2 separate regions of the Mus musculus genome follow, and region 1 is linked to region 2. A link is a contact called in public HiChIP or PLAC-seq data. All regions are on one chromosome and are shown on one strand. Each heading gives the region's core, a stretch centred on a gene start, on an enhancer-like site or on the middle of the called end of the contact. The rest is flanking DNA. Distances are from core to core; before and after follow the strand shown.

Evidence for each region. HiChIP or PLAC-seq counts read pairs in DNA pulled down with a chosen protein or histone mark.
Region 1: an H3K27ac HiChIP or PLAC-seq map of oligodendrocyte precursor cells shows a contact between it and region 2, with 4 times the contacts expected there. The contact joins the enhancer-like site here to the promoter of Tnr in region 2. A contact is called at or near these places in 3 of 39 promoter capture datasets (the 3T3-L1 cell line, hippocampal neurons and liver), 2 of 115 datasets of contacts at active chromatin or transcription factors (embryonic stem cells and oligodendrocyte precursor cells) and 1 of 9 other capture datasets (pancreatic islet).

What each region holds. Positions count from the first base shown.
Region 1 is chr1:159,739,739-159,742,949 of GRCm38.p6, forward strand. All of the region lies in intron 2 of Tnr (tenascin R), which reads left to right. Among named protein-coding and RNA genes, the nearest start is that of Gm31348, 43 kb to the right of the region's middle. Within about 2 kb of position 1,688, at least 18 of the 459 cell types and tissues checked have an H3K27ac peak or open chromatin away from gene starts, as enhancers often do. A contact at or near this core is called in oligodendrocyte precursor cells, where this site is marked.
Region 2 is chr1:159,522,460-159,525,669 of GRCm38.p6, forward strand. Tnr (tenascin R) reads left to right here and starts at 1,310. Exons shown (of 23, transcript NM_022312.3): 1 at 1,310-1,756.

The sequences.
Region 1 (3,211 bases), core at 438-2,937, 220 kb after region 2:
TCTTTTGCAAATGCTGCTTGGCATAGACTTTGACTTGCAGAAGTTACCAAACAGGAAGGAAGCCAGGTGACCCCGTGGCTCTTTAGCAATTTAGACCAAGGTAAGCTCACCGGGCTGGGTCAAACTGCCTGGATCAACTTGCTTCTCTCTTACCCTCGGTCCCCATGCATTTGTGAGCAGCTTATTTTAAGAGCTGATTAGATGAGCCCTTAATAACATTAGAACTTAAATGGCCCCAGATAGGCTTTCAGCTTCTTGCCAAATTGAGACAAATGTGATATTTGGGGCACTGAGCTCCCAGCTTCGTGGCTGCTCTGGACTACAGGCAGGTTCTGAAGCATTTTGCCTTCTCCCCTGATGCCCTGAAGCCTACAAGTGGGTTCGTTTGTATCTTTTGGGGCCCTTTCATCTCTAAAAGGCTAGTATTCTATGTCAATGGTCTTGTTGATCCTATATTTTCAAGGAAAGTTAGGTTGGTGATGAGGAGCCCAAAGAGTTGTATATTTTCATTTCAAGAGCCTACAGGAAATCCTCTCAGTGTCCTCCCCATACTTTCTGGGAACTTTAAGTTCAGGAAACAACCTTTGTTGAGCAACTACTACTTTAAGTCATTTAGTTCAACATTAACGTCAGTAATAGCAGAGTTTGGGTGGATACAACAGAAAATGATAAGATAATGCATTTCTGTTGCCTGAATATGTAAATCATAGGTTGATTCATTTTTAGGAAAAACAGATGTGTTGATCAAATAAATAGATAGAACATTCCAATTTAATTTAATACTCTTCTGTAATTTTTGGGGGGGTGGGAGAGGTAAAAACAGAATGGGAAAAGCAAAGAAAGTTGAAAGTGAACATAAAAGGAACCCCCCCCCGGAAATTGAGGTAAACATATTGCAAACAAACCAAACAGGTGGGCATATCTTCCCTTTTGTCTCTTCTCACACCAGATTTTGCATCCCCAGAACATAGTGAAACTCCTAACTCAAGCTTTCTCCTTTGGATATGGATGGTCTAAGCTTCCTTGGAAATGCACAAGTGCAGTCTACAGCACAGCTTTCATCTTTTCAAAGGAAAGTAAACTGAGTTCACCCTTGCACTGGGGTCAGGAGTCTCCTGCTGAGGTGTTTCCCTGAGCAGAACCAAGGAGCCTCAGGAGACAGCAAAGAGGAGGACGCTGAGGCCTGGGTAGTAGGGTGGACAAACCTGTCCTTCCACTGTGGCCCCACAAGTTCCCAGTTTAGCCCAGCCTTCACTCCCAGATTATTGGGTGGTTTCTAGTGCTTTAAACCATGGCCAGAACCAAATATCTCAGCTGAGTAGGCATAGCTTGCTTTAGCTGTGGGGATTGCAGCAGCTCAGTAGAGGTCAGCCCCCAGGATCATGTTTGATTCTATCTCAAACTCCAGTCAGTATGGGCTCAAAGACTGTTTGATGTGGAGGACTACAAAAGAAATGTCAGGGGCCTCAGCCCCTGAGTTCAGCCCTGCACCCCTGAGAAGTTAATCACCCATCCAATTGTGATGCACTTTCATGGCAAGCACATTGCCTGGAAGGTCACTTCTCATTACAGTGTGTTGCTAGTGTTGTATTTGTGGTTTTCTTTCAACGTCTATGGCTGTGAAAACTCAGTGCTGTTAGGTACATGAGTTTGCTGGCCAGCCCTCTTCCCCTGCCAAACCTTGGGCTGTATACAAAGACTTGTTTCACTCCATCCTCTACTCCAACCCTTGCCAAGGTTCACTCCCCCCCCCCAGTTCCTGCTTTATTCTTCTCCCCCAAAGTCTGATCCAATGTCTCTTTTCTTATTTATATTTTATTCTCTGTAAGCCTTTCTCTCTCTGTTTAGAGAAGACTTGTTTCCATTTAAACAAATAGAAGCAGCTTTCTCTTGCTCCACTGAACCTCTGTTGCCTTCTCTTAATCTAAGCTCTGTGGAAGAAGGTTCTACATTTACATAGCACATTACTCGGTCTTTAACCGTGTGGACAAAAAGAGGTGGCCTACTCACCCACACAGTGAAAGCATTGTGACTTGGCAGAAATACATTTAGTAAGTAGCATGTGCCATGACCACTGTGCATTTGGATCCCATGCAGGGTAGATTTATCAGGATATCAAGGATGCCTAGTCTCTGCCCCAAATGACCCAGTACTGGGATAAATGGAGAGGTGGTGCTGAATACAATGGAGAGGTGCACTGAGAATCAACAGCTGTGCCTTCTGGATAGGAGCCAAGCAAGTTGGACAGGAGGGGACACATGAGGGGAAAAGAACAAAAGAGTGGATCTGTCTGCGTGGAATGAACGGCATGGGAAAAGGAAATGAGGTCACTGGGGCCCAGGTAATGTGAAGTTTAGTGGGCACTGTGCCCACCAGGGAAGCAAGGCATACTGAGGGTGCACATTCTATGTGACACATTAGAAACTTTAACTCCTTGTCGAGAGTAGGGGAAAGAGAGAATTTAGAGCTAAGGCATAGCACAATCAAATTGCCTTTTTAGAAAGATCACTGTGGAGCAGCAATGTGAGAGGACATGAAAAAGGAAGCTGATCTAACAGTTCAGACAGGATGGTTGGGACCTGAACCCAACACAGCTTTGTACATGGATGAGAGCTCCAGACTCGCCTTCTCCATCCTCCACAACTACACTGGGATAGATGATGTCTCTTCTGCCCTAAAACCCCAGAGCATGTGTTGTGCTATTCTTATCGAGCTTACTCGATGTGTACTGCACTTATTGTTCATTTCTGTAATGTTTCTGATCAAATTGTATCGCTCTCTCCCCCTTTGCAAATTACAGTACCTTGCTCACCGTGAGCACTGAGAGAAAGGTTATTTAGTTGAATTGAATTTTCAAGAGCTTCAAACCATGAATAATTGAGGAATCAGCCATGTATAAGTGCTCATCATTTACATAATTGTGTAAACAAGCTGATAAAAAATTTTTATTTTCCCCACTACTTTTATTATCCCGGAATGCCTAACTTCACAGCTCTCCAGGTTTCAGGGAAATAATTTTTAAAAATATGTTCTGTAAGCCACACAGTTTGCATCTCTCTGGGAAAGGGAAGCGGCTGAAGGGAGGGAACACATGATCACATTGGCTAAACATAGAGCCATGTACAAACATTGAGAACAACATCGCCCGAACAGACAGAATCACAATGCGCACTGAGTGCCAGGAGCCACGAACACAGTCCCGAAGGTCAAT
Region 2 (3,210 bases), core at 60-2,559:
TTTAATCCAAAGATTTCTTAAAGCAAGTTATATTAGGTAAGGAATTCATGACTGAAGTTCTGAAGAAAATGCCCACATCTTACTTGATTCTCATTAGCTGGCATTGCAGGAGTTCAGCTCACCAAATTGCTGGCTCCATCCTAGTACTGTATTAGGCTCCAGGCAGTGATCTGCTTTAGGTGTAGAAATTAAATAATGTGTCCTGTGAATTGTTACTAATACCCAGTACTTTCCAATTTCATGAGATTCACAACTGGTTTTTGTATCTGTGAAACTGCCCAAATCACTAAGAGAATGTATTTTCTTAGCAGATTTTCAAAAGTAATAGCAATCCCCACAGTTCATTTGGCACATATAGTTCTAAATATTTTATTAAAAACTCAGCCACATGCAAATTCATTGGAACAACCTAGGCACTTTATTTAGAATACCAACAATGATCACTTGTAGGTATTATCTCATGTTTACTTTAAATGTTGTGACTTCTAAAGTGACATAGCACTAGCTTTGTTATCTTGGACAAGAAATTTTATCCCTTTCTGCCTCAGTCCTTCAGTCTAAAAGATGCAATTGGAGCATTTGCACTGTAGGATTAATGTATGCGTTAAATGAGATGTTACCTGTAAGGATTAGTAGCAATGCTTAGCACTTGGTACAAATGCTGTATAAAGTTAGCTATTATTATATGTCAAGGGTGAATCAGATGTAAGCAAAGCTTTTGGATGAGACTGGAGTTAAATTTCCTGTCAGCTGTATGTTACTCTGTTCCTTCAGCATTCCTATTCAGTAGGGAGGGGGCAGCACTATCCACATTTTACAAACAGTGGAATTGAGCCACAGAGAAGCAAAATGTATAGTGCACGAGTGGCAGCCGAAAACTAAGACTGACTTTGTAGACATAAGTTCCAAAGCACTTTCCAGGTGGCTGAGTTACTGGGCAGTTAATGAGTGTAAGCTTGCCTTTCCAAGTCTGAGCAGAGACCTCCTTTGCCCCTTTTCTGCCAAACATTTATCCTAAAGGCATACCCCTCCCCAATACCATATCAGGTTTTCCTACTGCAACTACAGGAAAAGGATCAGCAAAAGGCCCTTTGTCTTCCTACAGGCTCACCAGAGGGAAGTCTTTGACTCCATCAGGACTGGGACTGTTTGACTCTTTAGAAAAGCAGTCTCCAAGAGTTTGTGGGTGCAGGGAGCCTGAACTCAGACTGTTCAAGAGGACCAAAGACGCGTTGCTTTTCTGTCCACTAGGGGGCTACTTGTAGAAGGCTGGGAAAAAAACAGCTTAAAAATATGCTGCTGAAATTTCAGTAAGAGGGGAAAAGAGAGAGCTTGTGAGAGACAGCAGAGCGGTCCCAGGCTTCCTCATCTCGTTCACGTCAGAGGCAGGAACCGACTGTGCTAAGGCTGTTGGCTCAACACGCAGAGACAGAGCTGGGGCAGCCTCAGAGACAGGGAAAGAAGAGGTCCTCCCTGACCCAAGAAATTACCACGAGTGGAGTAAAGCCATCTGACTTTTTGGTCTTATTTTGGTTGCTTCTTCTCTCCTTCTACTGGTAGACCTACCAGCTGCTGTTTCGTTTCTTTCGTGAAGCCTTCTCTCTGCCTCTCAGAAAAAAAGAGGAAGGCAAGAGAGGGAGAGAGGTGGGCGCTCTAGGTGAGCGCATCAGCTGGCTCCAGCCCGAACGTACAAGAATTCTCTGCTTTGGAAGCTGCTCTAGCTCTCTGCTCTCCGGCTACCCACCCCCCAACCTGGGTAAGTCCGGAGTACTGCGCTCCTCTGTTTCCTTGCTAGCGAGATTTCAGCACCACGGAGAGCGATTAGATGCATGTTTGTTCTTCAAGCCATTTGGCTGTAAGGTTACATCTCTTTCGGCTGCCGATAAAGCGGGGTTCTGCGTAGGGAGAAAAGAAAGGAGAAAGGCGCAAAACTGTGTGTCTACCGAATTAGAGGGGGATATGGACCTTGGCCTTGGGAGTGAGCCTGAGCAAATGTATGTGTGTGCACTGTTGCATAAGACAGGTGAGGTCGGAGCTAGCAGGCTTGTAATTGTGCTAGTCTCCCGTGTGAGGCTGTCCTTTTTATATGTAGCTGGGAGGGAGGGTTTGGGGAAAAGAGTCCTGGGTTTTCCTAAATTAACTCTTTCATACCCAGCCATAGGTGGTGGGAAAGTGTTACAGGAAAAGCCTGGGGGACAGGAGTGGAGGTAGAGTTAAAAGTTGTGCTTCCAGGAGGGAGCTTGGAGAAGCAATATTTTAAAATGTCATTCCCCCCACCCCCACCCCCCAGGATTACCTGGATTCTTGATGTAGTGACAGCCTAACCTGACCTTTTGCTTCCTTTCCTGGTGTCAGTTCCTGGTGGGCAGATGCAACAGGTTAGCCCCAGGCTGGGGGTAAATTTGGGGCTGAGGTCTCTAATTTCACACTTCAAGGAAAATACTCAGCCTGGCAGGGGCTGACTGACTCGAATTATACTATATTTGTAAGCAGGCAGGGAAGACCATCCACTTCTCTCTTACCCTTGGTTGGAGAGAGGAAAAAAGTCCACTCTCCCCTGTTTCCTGGGGGCATTTGTCAGTGACAAGCAGCCCAGAGGAAAGGGTTTGTCTTCACTTGTCTATGGAGTCAGGGGAAAACCTAGACTGGCCCAAGCCTGAAAGTGTCTTCTCCAGCTCCCACCCAGGGCCTCCAGGGCCTCACAGATGGTAGACTGGCATTACTACATTCTACTGCTTTTTCATGGTCTCTCTCTCCCTTTCTCTGTGTCTCTCTCTGCCTCTCTGTCTTCCTGTCTATTCTCCTCCCTCTCCTCCCTCCCCCATCTTCCTCTCTCTCAATACTTTCAATAAGTTACTTCTACCTATCTTGCTTTTTTCCTTAGAGACTCTATCTGCCTGCCCTCATGTCCCTGAGTTCTATTCAATCCTACTACATGAAGCTCCTCAACAAGTGGCCTTGGGGGCTTCCTTCAGTTACCAAAGTTTCCTGGGAGCCAGTATCCCAAGAGGGATGTGCAGCTCCTTGCAAGATAAAGCCTAAACTTGGTTGGCCTCTAACCCTTTGAGGTTCTGCTCACTCTTTTCCTCATGGGGTGGGGGAGGGACAGGTAGGTGGAGTTAGACACAGACCTTCTTCCCAGTGATGTCTTGTGTTACGGTTTTTAATTCAAAATCCTGGGCTTTTCTCCAACATGAGTAAAGTGTTCCC